2 separate regions of the Pan troglodytes genome follow, and region 1 is linked to region 2. A link is a contact called in public capture Hi-C data. All regions are on one chromosome and are shown on one strand. The core of a region is the stretch at or near the end of the contact, and the rest is flanking DNA. Distances in the headings are between cores, read along the strand shown.

Region 1 (2,700 bases), core at 169-2,668, 80 kb before region 2:
CCACCATGGCAAGCACATTCCCGCCTCAGGACCTTGGCACCTGCCAATCCTACTGCCTGGGGCTCTCTTCCCCCAGATATTCCACATGGCTCATTTATTCGATTGATTCAGGTCTCTGCTTGAAGACAGAGACCTTCCCTAAGCCCCTCTCACACAAAACCCCATGCACTCCGTCATTGTCTGTCCCCTCATTGTGGACAGGATCTCCAACAATGTTTTCTTTCTGTTATTCATCTTCTCTCCCCTTCTCTTGAATGTAAGAGGGCAGGGGCTATGGTTCATGGCTGAATCACAGCACCCAGTATACTGAATGCTCAATGGATGTTTAGGGAAAGAAGAAGGAGGAGGGAAGGGAGGGAGAGAGGGAGGGAGGGATAAATCTCCATGTGGGCTTCTTTCACACATTTCTGATTTAATCCTTGCTAAAACTCTGCTGAAAGGTGCAGGACCAGCTACATCATTTCTGGGGAGCAACTATATCATTTGCGGGGCTCAGTAAAAACAAGGGGGTCCCTTGTTCAAAAGTTATTAAGAATTTCAAGATGGCAAGAGCAGAGTATCGAACCAAGTGTGGGGCCCTTTGAAGTTCAGGGCTCTGTGGGATTGCGCAGGTCGCGTGGCTGTGAAGCCAGCCCTGGGGAGGTGCTATTAGCATTTCCATCGTGCTGCTGAGGGATGGGAGGCTCAGAGACGTATAGGGGTTGCCCAACATCACACAATGGGGAAGCTCTCCCTTCTCAGTTCCCGCAATGGCAATGGAAGACAACATGTTACCACCACATTTTTGGAGATTGGGAGACCCAGCCCAGACACAAGAGTGGGAGAGCACATTTGACTATAAATCTCCTGTTTTATTTCACATATTCATGCAATTATTTTGCATTTTACTCCAAAATATACCACATATTTTAAAAATATGATTTGTAAATAAAAAAGTAGTTGTGATCTTCCAAATCTTCAAGAATTAATGTTCTATTAGGATGCACAGGGTGAACCCTGAGACTTTGTATACCCTCTGGTTCAGGAAGAAGTACCCCAGGGCCCCGTGGGTACCCACCACTCAGTTTAAAAAGCACCATCCTATGCAACATTTCCTGGCACAGGCTCAACAGCCCATACTGCATAATAAATGTTAGTTTCACTCCCTGATTCTTTCCTTTCCTCCTGCTTGTTCCAAAGGAAACCTCCCCCGGGCTGGCCCCAGACCCACAGAGCAGGGAGCCTTCCTCAGGCCGGGATGGAGACGCTGGATCTCATTATCTCTACAGCGTCCAGAGGGGAGCCCAGCGTGGCTCGTTCCCTCCTGGGGCGGCGCCCCTCAGCCTGTTAGCGGGAAGAGGAGAGCGTTCTTACACGCCCGGCCAGCCAGGTCCACTGCCGCTCTAATTGGAACACGTAATGGTTTGTTAATACAGTCTAATCTGGGGAGGCCTGGGAAGGAGTCCCCTGGGGTGTCTGGGGTGGAGCTGGGGGAATGGGCGTTTAATGGTATTGTCAGCGGGGCCGGAAGCATGGCTGAAATGCTGTTTGGTTTTTGGTGTTTGCTTTGCCAGATGACGTCTTAATTCAGGATGGAAAGATGCAGTCTATTGTGCTTCTGTGTGTGCGTGTGTCTGTGTGTGTGCACGTGCACACACACAGGAGATACGGTGGTGAGTGGGTATGTGCAACTATGTGCCTGTCCACAGTGCAGGGTATTAGGCCAGGAGCAGTGGGGAGAGGGAGAGAAGAGAGCCAAGCTCTATTACACCTAAAGGTAGAAAGCCGTGGTCTCCTCTTGAGAATGCAAACAAAGACATCTATTTTCCCACGACTAGCTTACCCAGCCCCTATTCACACTAATTAGGAGGCCTGGGAATTTCTCCTAACTTCATAATTACCGTTAACAGACTTCACAGGGGCTGTGGGCGAAGTGGAACAACCCATCCTATTTTCGTAGCCAAGATGATGGTGGCTCAGGTGGTCACCATAACCTGGCTCTTTCTCCCCGTCCCCGCCCTTCCTGGCTTTCTGAGGCCCCAGATGCTTGGACACCCGGGGAGATGATCTAACAAAGGAGCAGAGGCGGGGGGTCCTCATGGGCTGCTTTCACTCCTTTATTTAGTTGAGCGGGTCCTGGCTGAGGCTTCTAGAAAACGTTCTCTGTGTTGGGGATGGGAGAACGGGGCCAGGAGCCCAAGGAATGGACCCTGAGATCCCTGCAGCCTGCACCTCTCCCCTCGAATGACCATGGACAGACCACTCCAGGTCACTCTTCCTGGGCCATACACTGCCCCTGCCCAACCCCACCCAATGTCCATTAGATGAACCACATTTTAAAGGCGGCCCTGGAGAACTGGCAAGATCACAGTAGTGACTTCACAATGTCATCGGGCTCCCGCCCCAGCCCGCCATACCCTGCAGACATCGTAGGAAACCACAGTGAAGCCATTATGGGGACCCCTCGTCTGTTTGGCAGCGGGATGGCCACTTTTGCCAGCTGACAGGCCCAGGGACTTCCAGAAGCGGCAGTGCATGGCCCTTCCCACAGGCTGCATTTGTGCACACAAAGATCCTCCCTCTGGGCCTCCTTTCCTCAGAGGCGGAGAAGTCCCTCCATCCTGGCATCCACTGCAGGCTCTGCAGGGGCCTGGGGGAGGAGGCACCAATGCTCCTGGTGGGCTCTTCCCAGTCCCAGCTCTGTGAAACCCTGTCTGTCTG
Region 2 (2,700 bases), core at 125-2,624:
ACCCAGGAGGCAGAGATTGCAGCGAGCCGAGATCGTGCCACTGCACTCCAGACTGGGTGACAGAACGAGACGCCGTCTCAATAAATAAATAAATACTTGCCAAGCATTCTAATAAATGCATGGGTTGTTAAGAGCAGCTCTGAAGGCAGTCTGCCTGGGTTCAAATCCTGGCTCTGCCACTTCCTGACTGTAACCCTGGGAATGGGTCATCATTCCTCATGCCTCAGTTTCCTCTTTCGTAGAAAGGGAAAATAGTAGCACCTACCTCATGGGTTGCTGTGACCACAGAGATCATCGCTGACACATAACAAACACCCAATCGATGTTGTGCCCCAGGCAATAGGCCTGGGAGGGTCACCCTTCTAGTCCCCCCACCACAGTGCCCTCTTCCAGCGGGAGCTACTGCCCGCTCACTGACGTTCTCCCTTACTTGGAGGGCTAACAGATGTTTGTGGAATTGAAATGCAGTTGAATGGGGGCTGGGAAGAGCTGAGTGAAGAATGAACTTGCTAATCTAATAAAACTTTTAAATCCGAGGTTGGCATGGTGTTGTGGGTGTGTCGTTTGGACCAAGGTATAGGGTGTGCAAGGGCAGTGGCTGCTCCGAAGTTGGGGTGGGGTGCAGGACAGGCTCCTTAGGCAGACAAAAACCCTCTCCCCATGAGACCAGTTTAGTCTGGTTTTCCAAGGGGACGAGGGTTCAAGAAGGTCTCGGGCAAGGCTGAGGAATGTTGGACAGGCCCCTGGGGAGGGGGCAGGAGAAGCCCACAGTTTCACAAGAGTTCCATTGTGTCCTCTCTGCACTGATGGCCCCCACAGTGGCCCACTCTCTGGGGAGCTCCCAGAGGAACAAAAAACGAGGGAGGGCAAGGGTGAGGAGGGGGCGGCACTGCCTGGGAGGGGGTGGGGTGCAGAGCATGACACAAAAAGTCACAAAGGCGGGGTAGGGATGGGGATAAGTCCCATGAGATGAAGCTTCACTGCCCTGGGTCCCCTAGTTGGCCTCAGTCTCACCAGATTCAATAAAGAGGGACTTGGGAGACAAGAAAAACAAAAGACAGTCAAGCCTGGACAGGGCTGAATACAACTCCTTTATCTATCTTCATATCCCTGAAATGCACAAACTGGAAACTCTAAATCCTCCCTCTCTATTTCTTTTGGATGTGGCTGTGCCTGGCAGAGCTTCCTCACTCTAGCCTGAGCTCCTGACCAAAATTATACCAGTTTCCTGTTTAAAACTCTCCAATTCCATGGGTTTCTAATATACTCAGCATCAGTTCCAGGAAGGCCAAGGGGAGGGCAGGGAGGGAGGACTGCCCAGGGGGGTCCAGACTGAAGCTAGCAATGCAAATACCAAATCTGGGGCCCCCGGAGTGGCTTAGCCATGGTCTGGGCCAGATGGGGGAGGCTACCAAGTCCCTCACAGGACAGGGCAGTGGTTAGGCTTGGGGGAAGGAATGCACTGGAGCTTTTCTGTGACTACATCTGGCTCTGCTACTTTCCAGCTGTGTGACCTTGGACAAGCGACTTAATCCTCCACGCCTTGCTCTCCCCGTCTTTCCCTGTCTGTGAAATGAGGATGGTGATGACAGTACCCACGTCACAGGGCTGCTGTGAGCCTTACATGAAAGACGCAGGAAAGCTGCTCACCACATTGCTCAGGAGTTTAAGGACTGAGTAAGTGAAGCAGCTATTATGATGCTAATGATGGTACCATCTTCAGAATAATCCTCAACAGCAGATAGTGATTTCCTAAGAGCTGAGTGTGGGAGGGCACGGGCCTCTCTGACCCTCTTCAGGGACGGCCAGCCACTGAGCACACAGGAGGGAGGCTGGCCTGAAGAGCCTTTCTAGAAGTGTGTTCAGATGTTAATAACCTCAGCAACAAAAAAAGGCACTGTGGTCCATGAAGTCTGGGAAATGCTGGCTTACCCCAAGTTAAACAGGCTCCTTTGTGCAGGACGTATCAGAGCCTTTATTTGACCCAACAAGCGTCTTGACTCTCTAGAAATGGAGGCAGAGTACACACTCGTTCCTAAACTTCTCTGCTGAGCAACTGTTTAGGGCCAAGCATTAGTGCTCTATGTCACCCACTTAGAGAAAGGCCAGAGGTCGCTTCACCTGAGGCAGGGGAGTGTTAATTCCTCCCGAATTTTTCACTTTCATGCCTTTAGGAGCTCCTTCCCCTCCCCCATTCACATGTGCTCTTGACAAACCAGTCCTGAGAATCTCATCCCATCAGTGCCTTTGCTAGACACAAGGATAACAAAATGATGAATGTGGCACAGAACTGGTCCTTAAGAATCTTTGAGTCTCACCAAGGAGGCGTTCGTTGCAGGTGTGTTTGCTCCCGTCCCCATTTTCATTAATGGCAGGACTTGGCTCCCAGGTGCTCAGGCACAGAATCCATTCATCAGTCTCCATACTCCTCCCCACCCCGCCATCATCCCTCACATCGCTCAGAAAGTCCCACCAGATCTATCCTATAAATAATAATGGTGGGTACCGTGGCCCCCACCAAAGCCTTTCCCCTCTCATTCCCTCACCCACTCACCTGGCCTCTCAGCCTCTTCTATTCCCTAACACCCACCTCATCAGGCTACAGCGGGGGCTCAAATGTCCAGAGTCTGGTTTGTGAACTCACTGGCCACGTGACTTTTAGGGGCATCAACTTCTTGGAACCTCTCGGTTCTCATCTGT

What was found. Capture Hi-C pulls out chosen DNA fragments and counts their contacts.
Region 1: a capture Hi-C map of stem cell-derived neural stem cells shows a contact between it and region 2, with 2.1 times the contacts expected there. The contact joins two enhancer-like sites. A contact is called at or near these places in 1 of 7 Hi-C or Micro-C datasets (stem cell-derived neural progenitor cells) and 1 of 1 other capture datasets (stem cell-derived neural stem cells).

What each region holds. Positions count from the first base shown.
Region 1 is chr9:48,890,364-48,893,063 of NHGRI_mPanTro3-v2.0_pri, reverse strand. The region is part of intron 3 of TSPAN18 (tetraspanin 18); the gene reads right to left. Among named protein-coding and RNA genes, the nearest start is that of TP53I11, 73 kb to the left of the region's middle. Within about 2 kb of position 1,418, at least 8 of the 24 cell types and tissues checked have an H3K27ac peak or open chromatin away from gene starts, as enhancers often do. A contact at or near this core is called in stem cell-derived neural progenitor cells and stem cell-derived neural stem cells, where this site is marked.
Region 2 is chr9:48,810,650-48,813,349 of NHGRI_mPanTro3-v2.0_pri, reverse strand. All of the region lies in intron 2 of TSPAN18 (tetraspanin 18), which reads right to left. Among named protein-coding and RNA genes, the nearest start is that of TSPAN18, 72 kb to the right of the region's middle. Within about 2 kb of position 1,374, at least 5 of the 24 cell types and tissues checked have an H3K27ac peak or open chromatin away from gene starts, as enhancers often do. A contact at or near this core is called in stem cell-derived neural progenitor cells and stem cell-derived neural stem cells, where this site is marked.